2 separate regions of the Gossypium hirsutum genome follow, and region 1 is linked to region 2. A link is a contact called in public Hi-C data. All regions are on one chromosome and are shown on one strand. Each heading gives the region's core, a stretch centred on a gene start, on an enhancer-like site or on the middle of the called end of the contact. The rest is flanking DNA. Distances are from core to core; before and after follow the strand shown. Region 1 holds the start of LOC107929448 (conserved oligomeric Golgi complex subunit 6). Region 2 holds the start of LOC107929462 (glycine-rich protein A3).

Region 1 (5,217 bases), core at 1,093-3,592, 170 kb after region 2:
ATCAATTTTTAAATCTAATGCAAATATATATATATTTTTTTATAAAATGTGGTTTCGAAAAGTAATTTTTAAAAGTTTAGTTTAATATTTAAGTGTTTAGTATTGCTATTAAAATGTACTTTTGAAAAATAAATTGTTCATTTTAGACATGGTGTTATAAAGTAACAAATAATCATTTAAATATTTTTTAAATTATTTAATATTATGATATTTTAATAATAATATAGAAAATAATTTATTATAATTTGTTGTTAATATTTTAATATATGAAAAATAAATTTTAAATATTTTTTAAGCAATTAACTAGAGAAAAGTACAATGTATTGGAGGGTGAAAACATAATTAAACTGTCAAAAGTGCTTTTGAGAAAAAAAATTAAAAATTTTAACTATTCCATCTAGGTAAAAGTACTTTTGAAAAGTCAAAAATTTTCTTCAAAAATTATTTATTTAACATTCTTTTTGCTTCAAAAATGCTTCTAAAAAGCACTACTAAATACGACCATAATTTACTAAATTATTGGATTCTAAATCAACGATTTAAATGCAAAATTTAACAATATTATGCAATTAGACTGACTTTTCAAATTTCATAAAGCGTGAAAAAAATATGATAAAATATCAATAACTTCTTAATTTTCAAAAAAGTATGGATCGGATTACTAAAAAGAAAAGATTAAAAATCACTTTGGCCTAATCCATATTCAAGTTAAATAATAAAATAAATTTTATTTAAATTTAATTATAAAATATTATATTAATATAAATAATTTTTTTTGAAGAAACGTAAAATTTTTAAATATTTTATTATATATTAGTGGGTAAACTATTAAAATAGTCATTTTGTTTACTTTAGATTACATTTAAGTTACTTATATTTGAAATGTTACGCTTTAATCATTTACTTTATCGTTTTATAATATTTTAATTATTGAGTCATTAATTGTCGTTAACGGTGTAGCAGTAAGCTAACGTGGCACGTTAAATCATCATCTCAAACAAAAATTTTAGGTAATTTATACAATTGATCCCCATATTTTTTCATTTTGAGCAATCTAATTGTTTTTCTTTTATGTTCTATAACTTCCTCTCTCTTTTTCTATTCTCTTCTGCTTCTCCCTCTATTTTTCTTCCTTTATCAATTTCTTTTAACGTAATTTTTTTATATTTTCCATTTGTTAAAACTAGTTTCTATACTTTTATTTTTTGATCAATTTAATTTTTTCGAGTAAGGCGAATTTGTGGATTAGTTTTAAAAAATGGAAAACATAGAAAAACTATGTTAAAAGAAATGAAGAAGGGAGGAAAACGAGGGAGAAGCAGAAGAAAATGGAAAATAAAGAAAAAAAGGAAAGTTAAAAGAATATAGAAGAAAAAGATTAAATTGCTCAAAATGAAAAAATATAGGAACTAATTCTAGAATTTAACCTAAAATATAAGGACCAATTATTGAATTTAACCTAAAATTTTCGTTTGAAATGATGAGTTAACGTGCCACGTCAACTTATCGTTACACTGTTAATAACAATTAATAGCTCAGTGACTAAAATGTTACAACACGATAACGTAAGTAATTAAAATGTAACATTTCAAACATAAGTAACTAAAATGTAACCTGGAACAAACAAAAATAACTATTTTGATAATTTAGTCTGAAAATGAACAGTCGGACTAAATAAAACGAATTAGACTTAAATATGAATTATGAGAACTTTTGGGCCAAGTCACAATTGGGCCCAAATGTTGGGTGGGCTTCACGCTTGGGTGATTGAATCCTATAAAATTCAAATACATGTAGGTAGTCCCAGTTTTGAAATACCCGCAACTCATAGGGCGTTACAGTTGAATCAACCCAAGAAACAATTTTCCTTCCATTTAAACATGTGAATTGAGTGGATCTGGGTTGGTTTTTCACCCATTTAACTTAAATCTATTCTATTTAGATTTTCAAATTAAAGTTACTTCAAGTTCAAATTGTTCACATTCAGGTTCAAATCATACAAGATTGAAGCTTTGGTTTGGGAGTCAGGTCATTGGTGGTTTTTATCATTTCAGGCTATGGTCATTTAGGTTCTGTCATTTCTAGTCTTAGTCTGTTTCGGGTTTTTGGTTAAATTCAAGTTTAAATGATTTGGGTTGTTTCGGGTTCAGATAATTTGGGTTTCAAATCCTGGATTTCCTCAAGTAATTACAAGTTTAAATCATGGTTTTAGGGTCCATTGTTTCTGGTTTGGGCTATTTAAAGCTGGGTCACATAAAGAGTGTTGTTGTTGGGGGGGCTTCATGCTTGGGTAACTGTACCCTATAAAGTTCAAACAGATGTATAGGCCCCGTTTTCAAATTACCCATAACTTATCGGGCTTTACATTTTAATCAACACAGAAAACAATTTTCCATCCATCAAAAAACCAGACAAAATCTCAACAATTACATTTTATTGCTGGAAATGGATCTATGATCTTTCCTTTAGCTCTATCCTCCGACCGCACAACGTAATCGGAAAACTTGATAATCGATAGGAAAAGAGAAGAAAAGAAAATGGTGACAGGGGGGCTTGCTCCGGGGCTGTCGCGTAAACTGAAGAAGGTATTGGAATGCCGGACTGATACCTCCGAAGTTTTGGCTTCTCTCAATACTCTCTCTACTTTCTACACCGAAAACACCCCCCAGGCGCGTCGCAATCTCAGATCCACCATTGAGAAGCGCTCTCTCCAAATCAACCTCGATTTCCTCCGTGCTTCCCAGGCTGCTCAACTCGCTTTAGATCGAGTCGAGGGCGAGGTTAATTCCCTCGCCGACTGCTGCGATAAGTATATGCTCATCCCTTTTCTCTTCATTTTTGACCTGCGAATTCCCTTTTCCTACATTTACATGCATTTTGTGCCATGTCTTCGACTTTTTTTATGTAATTAAAGAAAGATCCAATCGAATCTGATAGGATTGCGAAGGCGTTGAGCAGTTGCAGTGCTAGCACCGGTGATATTATCAATACAACCGAGAGGTTGAACCAGGAACTTGAAGTTACCACTCAGAAGCAGCAGATAGTCTCCTACTTCCTTCGAGATTATCAGCTTTCTCCTCAAGAGGTTTACTTTTAATCCCGCAATTTTCTTTTCTAGCTTAATTACTTATTGGCTCCCGTTTTTGAATTCATTATGTTCGTTTCCTCCACTTGTAGATTAGTGCATTGAGAGATGAAGAGCTGAACGAAAATTTCTTCAAGGCACTTTCTCACGTTCAAGAAATTCATGCCAATTGCAAAATACTTCTCAGGACCCATCATCAGGTTAATAACATATTTCCTGATCTGCATATGAACTGTATGTCTACGATTGTCAATCAGCCATCGACATCTTTAGATTTAAGAAAAATTATAAATTTTCTCTCATACTCTTTGTTAGTTGCTTTTGCTTCCATTTTCATTATTAATATTTTGTTAACACAATCACTAACATGAGAATCCATCACAGCGTGCTGGGTTGGAGCTGATGGATATGATGGCTATGTATCAAGAAGGAGCTTATGAGCGACTATGCAGGTTAAGCATATATAGAATGATAAAACATTTATTCATAGATGGAATTTAAGTAATGCACTATGATATGTATCTAGAGTTTGGAGTTTAGGAACGTGCTAAAAGTAAAATCTCATGTGAGATTGAGGTATTGTTAATTACTGTCCTCCCTCTTCCTGTCTTTACTTTCATGCTTTTATTTCTACCAGAAGTGTGAATATAACCTTGCTACATTCAATAGATTTATTGGCTTTTGGTTGCTGTTGGATGGGTTGTGTGTGCAGACTCTTGACCAAACATAGGAGATACAGGGGATTTTCCCAAATGTTGGATTTGTTGGTTGACATGTCTTGTCCCTTTCTTGCAGGTGGGTTCAGGCAGAATGTAGGAAACTGGGTGATAATGATAATCCAGAAGTTGGTGACCTTTTGAAAACAGCTGTGCGCTGCCTCAAGGAAAGGCCTGTCCTTTTCAAGTATTGTGCAGAAGAGGTGACTTCATTGAGTCAAAAGTTTATGTTCATAACTCCACTCCTTTTGGTTCTTCTTGTTGCATGTTATTTAATTTTTCTGCGGCTAATCACAGGTAGCAAATATGAGACATAATGCATTATTTAGAAGATTTATAAGTGCTCTTACACGAGGAGGACCGGGTGGGATGCCAAGACCAATAGAAGTGCATGCTCATGATCCCTTACGTTATGTTGGAGACATGCTAGGATGGTTACATCAGGTTTGGAAAAAATAGACTTCTATATGGTTTCTGCATCACTTCTCCATATGGTTATATTTATATTCAGTAATCATTTAATTTCATTTAATGTGTTAATTTTGCTTTTCTGCTCTCCTTGTAGGCCTTGGCATCAGAACGTGAGCTTGTGCTTGCTTTACTTGATCCTGACGCATTGATAGAAACTGGATCTGCTGCAAACCCGTTCAACAAGAATGTGGAGAATGATTTTGGAAAGATTGAAGCAGACTTGACATTTGTTCTGGATAGAATTTTTGAAGGAGTTTGCCGGCCTTTTAAAGTGAGAGTTGAGCAAGTTTTACAGTCACAACCTAGTCTTATAATCTCTTATAAACTTAGTAACACGCTAGAGTTCTACAGCTACACTGTGAGTGGCCTCTGTCTCTTCTCTGGTTGTATATGGTGTGCTTGTCACCTGTTGCTAACAATTATCTGTTTGCTTACAGATATCAGATCTACTGGGGAGAGAGACATCTCTCTGCAATACGCTTTGGGCACTCAAAGATGCTGCTCAGAAAACATTCTTTGAAATTCTGAAAAGCTGCGGGGAAAAGCTTTTACGATATCCTCCCCTTGTTGCTGTTGATCTTTCACCTGCACCAGCTGTAAGGGAAGGAGTCTCTGTGCTGCTTGAGATAATTGACACATATAACAGCATGATGGTTCCTGCTTCAGGGAAAAAGCCACCTTTTGATCCGGTTATATCTGCTTTACTTGATCCAATTATTCAGGTGTGTCATGTTTGATGTTAGATGATCAATTGATTTATTATGATGATCTTTTCCTGGTTGCATGGTGTGGAATTATGCATATACCCTATTTTCTCAAATGTGTAGTATTTGTAAGTGATCCTTACAATGTTTTGTACTTGCTATTTTAGGATAGTTAACACCCATTCAGATCACTATTCACGGCATTGGAATTTGTATGTCAGAACTTTAGTGCCGTGCTGAA
Region 2 (5,570 bases), core at 1,596-4,095:
TGTTTTATTTTCTTTATTCATAAAATTTTTAAATATCAAAATCCCTTACACTAGTTAAAATTCATATAAATGTAGTAATTTTTTGTTTTATTTTATTTATCATTTTTTTGTAAGTAAACAATGTACTATACATTTTATTATTGAAATTTTGTTTACTGCTTTTTAACTTTTAAATAATAGAAAATAAAAAACAAGAAATATTTTCAAAAACAAAATGGATAGTTAGTGTTTGGTAAGATAATTAATAATTAAATCTGAGTGTAATTACATATGTGTGACATATTTGGGTAACTAATATAATTAATGAACTATGTATAATTGGAGCATTTCAGTCACGTTTTCTTGCTATGTTTGGTGGAAGTATGTTTGAGTGTATGAGTTAGCAATAAAAGAAGTATGATTGAGTGTATGAGTTAGCAATAAATTAACATAATTGGTAATATTTAATCCCTCTCATGGCTTAATTTTAGAAAAGAAAAAGAAATCGATTATTTTGAAGAGTTACTTTTTACAATAATTTTATTCATCTTTTCAGTACTAACTATTCATATTTTATATTTAACTATTGTAATACGTAGATAAATAAACTTTCATTATATTATTACACTAGTAACCAAACGAGACATTTAATTCTGAGCACGTACGTTATAATAACATATTTTATGAAAGAAGAAAGTTTAAAAGAAGAAGAAAGAGAAGAGGTGGAGGAGAAAGAATAATAGTTTTGGTACAATTTTTAGTTTCCCCTGCATCCCGATGTATTAGTTTTACAAAAAGATATCATATTATAATGGAAGGGTTAGGAGTGCTTAAATCTAGATTCAACTTGATTAATAATCAGGCATATTTATATATGTTCATAATTTCAAAAAGTTATTAGGTACTTGAGATTTCAGATAATCTTCAAAATCTTAGATTTTTATGATACTTTAAGAATCTTATAGTGAGATAAAATAAAATAAAATAGAACATGTTTTAAGAATGCTAATATAAAATTATAAAAAGTTTTGAACGAAATGATTTAAAGATCAAATATCCCATTTAAAACTTTCAAAAATTACAACAGTTCAAACACGATTTGTCCTCGTAAGTTTTTAGGTAATTAACATGTATTTATAATTAAAAATTTTACTTTATTTTATATTTTAAAAATAATAATAATAAATTTTAAACTCTTCTTTATTTTATTTTTGTAAGTGTGACTTCATTAACTCAAAAAAGAAAAGAGAACAAAGTTTAGTACGAAAAACATATACAAGTTACTGACAAAAAACACGGGTAGAATGGGAAAGATATGATACTCCAGACCTACACCGCCCATTTAGCAACTTATCAGGTTTATGGACAAACTACTCATTGCTTCAAAGTTGAAATATACAGGGTTTACAGTGACATGTTCCGAGTTATGTCTCGCAAGTCGTAATGCATATATCAGATCGTTGAATCAAATGTTGTTATTGTTATATATCAACAATTAAAAAGAAAGAAAAACAAGTCTCTGATTATTCAATACAAAGCAGTTGAAGTCAAATTATTATTATTACATTCACTTATTCCACACTATATCAGTTTTGACTCCCCATACTCCATGCTTTTGCGGGCAGTAAAATCACTTCCACTTCCTGAATTTGCCGCCTCCATGCTTTCCGTGCTTGAATTTCCCATGCTTCCCGTGCTTGAATTTCCCCCCATGATGCTTAAACTTCCCACCACCATGATGTTTGAACTTCCCATGATGACCATGACCAAACCCATGAGCACCATAAGCACCATGAGCACCATGAGCACCGTGAGACACGTGGTGAGCCCCCATAGCAGCTGCGGCAGCTGCTGCACCACCTGCAAGCAGCGCTCCCATGCCACCGTGCCCTGCACACACACACACACACACACACACACAAAAAGGGTAATTAATTATTGGCATCTCACATTTAACATAACAAACTTGGACCACATTACGATTATGTAGGAAGTTTTACCTGAATGGGATGCACCAGGATAGCCAGATGGTGGATAGCCGTGAGGGGGGTATCCTCCTTGAGGAGGGTAGCCAGCTGGTGGATAGCCTTGAGGTGGGTAAGCTCCAGCAGGTGGATATCCGCCAGGAGGTGGAGGGTATGCACCAGGAGGGTGTCCATGACCACCATGACTAAGACCATGAGCAAGATGTGAAAACAGACCCTTATCATCAGGCTTATGCTTGTCCTTCCCCATGATTTCTCAACCAATAATCACTTCTGTGGAACAAACAGAAAAAAAAATGCATAAATGAAATGATCACATATAAACTTAGATCAAAATAATAATGATAAAAAAGGCACAACATGATAACAAGGATCTGTAAATGATTCCCCCAAGGAAACAAATCACGAATACTGAATAAAGTATGAAATTTACCAAAAACAAAAATTCAACGAAATTCCCATAACAATGAATCAACAACTAGAACATAAACTTGAGAAAAAAAGAATTGAGATCGTAAAAAACAGTCAACGCCTTTTCTTTTTTTTCTTTTATGGAATTTCGAAGACTATAACACAAAGGATCATAGAACAAATTACCTATGACTATGAGATAAAATTTCGAAAAAAGAAAAAAGAAAAAGAAAAATAAATTAGGCAGAGAAAAGAAGAGATATGTGTGTACCTACGGTTACAGAGCAAGTCAGACTGATATCGGAATGGAAGTCTTGGGAGGAGATATTTTAGCATATTTATATATTCACTTTGAAATTAACAAAGGAGAGATTCCACGCGTTGCTCTAACGCGTAAACGACGCGGCTAGCTAATGTTAAATGACAACGACACGTGGACTACAACCTCCATTTTTACCTTAGCCCTAAGTCATGGAATCTTTTCTTCTTTGCGTATATTTCATTGGTAAATTTCCTCTACAGCTCCTTACTCTATAGCGCACTTTATATTTTGATCCTTGTACTTTTTTTGTTTTTGTTTTGAATAATTTCATTATATGGTATGATTATATCCGCTCTTTTTGATCTAATGTCTAGAACTACTCATAATACCTCTTCAACTCATAAATAAGAAGATAATACCTTTCAACGTATTCAAACTCGTATCCTCCTACATTACAATAATGTCAATACCAATATCAAGATCAAGACTCTTCAAATAACGAAAAAAAAATCCTATACATTTGAAAAATAAATAAAATGTTAAACACATATATATATTAGTTTATAATATAATATGTTCTCTCTATTGGTTATAGCTTAAAAGTCTGAATAATTTTATTTAATAGGTAAATAGATATGAAATTTAATTATTGATTGACATCAAATTTTAGACATTGTATGAAATCTAACTAAATATAATTATTATAAAACCAAAGTTAATAAGTTTTTAATGGTTACAAAAGAATAACCATTTTATTCGTTTTTGACCTACAAAAACTTTTTTTAGTTTTAAAGCTATAAAAGATATTCTAAGTTTAAATAAAAATAAAACATTTTTTTATTAATTTCAATTCAAGTTGGGTAGATAACTTGATTGATTTACGAATAGGTATATTTAAAATTGTATAATAGTTAAACATGTTGAGGTACATGTAACGTAGGGGGTACATCATTTTGGCTGCTTTCCAAGTCAATTTAAATACTGCACCATGTCCCACCTGGTTGGTTATCCGCCACTATCTAATTAAAGGGTAAAAATGATTTTTTTTTGCAATTTTATCACTTAATTTTTGAAGTGTTTATATTTTAGTCACTTAAGCATCAAATTTTTAATGACAATTGATTATATACGTCTCATCATGTTTACATTTTCATTTTAGTCACTTAAAGATATCCTTTTTAAATGATTGGTTGGCTTTCCTAGCCCTCCCACGGGTCTCCACTCCCCCAACTTCTTTTGACATCTTTCAACGGTGGCTTCGAACCTTGGCTCTGATACCAACTGTCACGGACTTAGAGTTTTCCCACGCGATCCGTGCGGCCTTAGGCAGTTTCTCTGCTCAAAACGCCTAAGTCAGCCTAACTTGTAACAAAAAAAAGATTCAGCAGCAAAAACGCCCAAGTCAACTTCACTCGCAACGATAAAGGATTCAATAGAATTCCCTTAAGATTTTCACGAAGAACAACAGAAGAACGAAGTAAGAACGAGCCTTGAAAGATGAACAAAAGCAAGAACACTTGAGAGAAAAGTTTGAGTGAATACTCTCAAAATTCTTATTAATAACTCAATGAATATACAATGAGCAAAGAGGTCTCTATTTATAGTTGAGCCTCACAGTATATCAATAGCTATAATTAAAAGCTGAATACAATTAGAACTCTAAGCTTACATAACCAGCTGTATACAAATAGAACTCTAAGATTCCATAATTATATCTTCTAGAACACTTCCCATTTCTATCAGGCTATTGAGATGGGCTTTTAATCTCTCCAATCACCGGGCCAGTTTGGTTGGGCCAGTTTGGTTGGGCTAAATGACCTCCCTCGAACACGATGGATCGCACCAGTTTGTCATGGTTGCGAGCACCGACGCGCAACCCATGACATTCTCCCCCACTTGTTCTAGCGACACCCTCGTCGCATCCTCCTCATGGAACTGGTCAATCTTCCCTTGGAACTGCCACAATGCCTCAGCAGGTTCCCAACTTGCTTCGCTATCAGGAAGTCCCTTCCATCGAACTAAGTACTCATGCTGTGGTCGGTGGTACTTTCGTCTAATTACCCGATCTGCCTCAATGTTTTCTACTTCACGATCATACGAGACTTTTACCCCCATCGGTGCTCGATCGGACTTGCCTCGATTCGGATCTTCTTGATCCTCATGAAACGGCTTAAGCATGCTTACATGGAAGACTGGGTGTACTTTAAGTTTTGGTGGCAACTCCAGCTTGTAGGCCACCTTGCCCACTCTCTTCACAACTTTAAACGGCCCTTCATACCTTCGCACAAGACCCTTGTGCAACCCAGTATATCGTAAAATCAAGTGTAGTTTAGCAAGGACTGAGTCACCCACTTGAAATTGTACATCCCTTCGGTTCTGATCGGCCCACTTCTTGCTACGCTTACTTGCCTTGTGTAAACAAGCTCTAGCCAAGTCATTCTTCTCTTGCCAATCTTTTGCGAATCTATAGGCTGCCGGATTTGGTCCTATGTAATGGGTCACAACAGCGTTGGGTGTGAGTGGTTGTTGACCCGTCACTATTTCAAATGGACTTTGATTCGTGGTCCCACTTTTCTGCAAGTTATATGAAAATTGGGCCACATCCAGCAACTTTGGCCAATCCCTTTGTGTGGCACTCACATAGTGCCGAAGATACGTCTCCAATAGTGCATTTACTCGTTCAGTTTGCCCATCGGTTTGTGGATGCATGCTCGTGGAGAAGTTCAAATCTGAGCCCATTGACTTGAACAACTCCGTCCAAAACCGACCAGTAAATCGACCATCTCGATCGCTGATAATAGATAGTGGCACTCCCCAATATTTCACCACGTGTCTAAGGAATAACCGAGCTGCTTCCTCAGCAGGGCACTCTTTGGTCGCCGGAATAAAAGTCGCATACTTTGAAAACCTGTCCACCACAACAAGAATGCTAG

The links. A called contact is a pair of places that touch in the nucleus more often than the background predicts.
Region 1: a contact with region 2 is called in a Hi-C map of leaf, with 2.3 times the contacts expected there. The contact joins the promoter of LOC107929448 here to the promoter of LOC107929462 in region 2. A contact is called at or near these places in 5 of 34 Hi-C or Micro-C datasets (all in leaf).

Annotation. Positions count from the first base shown.
Region 1 is chrA08:110,437,640-110,442,856 of Gossypium_hirsutum_v2.1, forward strand. LOC107929448 (conserved oligomeric Golgi complex subunit 6) reads left to right here and starts at 2,343. Exons shown (of 10, transcript XM_016860876.2): 1 at 2,343-2,809; 2 at 2,938-3,085; 3 at 3,178-3,285; 4 at 3,470-3,537; 5 at 3,881-4,004; 6 at 4,099-4,245; 7 at 4,367-4,630; 8 at 4,710-4,994. The coding sequence starts at 2,538.
Region 2 is chrA08:110,270,764-110,276,333 of Gossypium_hirsutum_v2.1, forward strand. LOC107929462 (glycine-rich protein A3) reads right to left here and starts at 2,846. Exons shown (of 3, transcript XM_041074386.1): 1 at 2,647-2,846; 2 at 1,980-2,237; 3 at 1,440-1,869. The coding sequence starts at 2,214. The coding sequence ends at 1,610.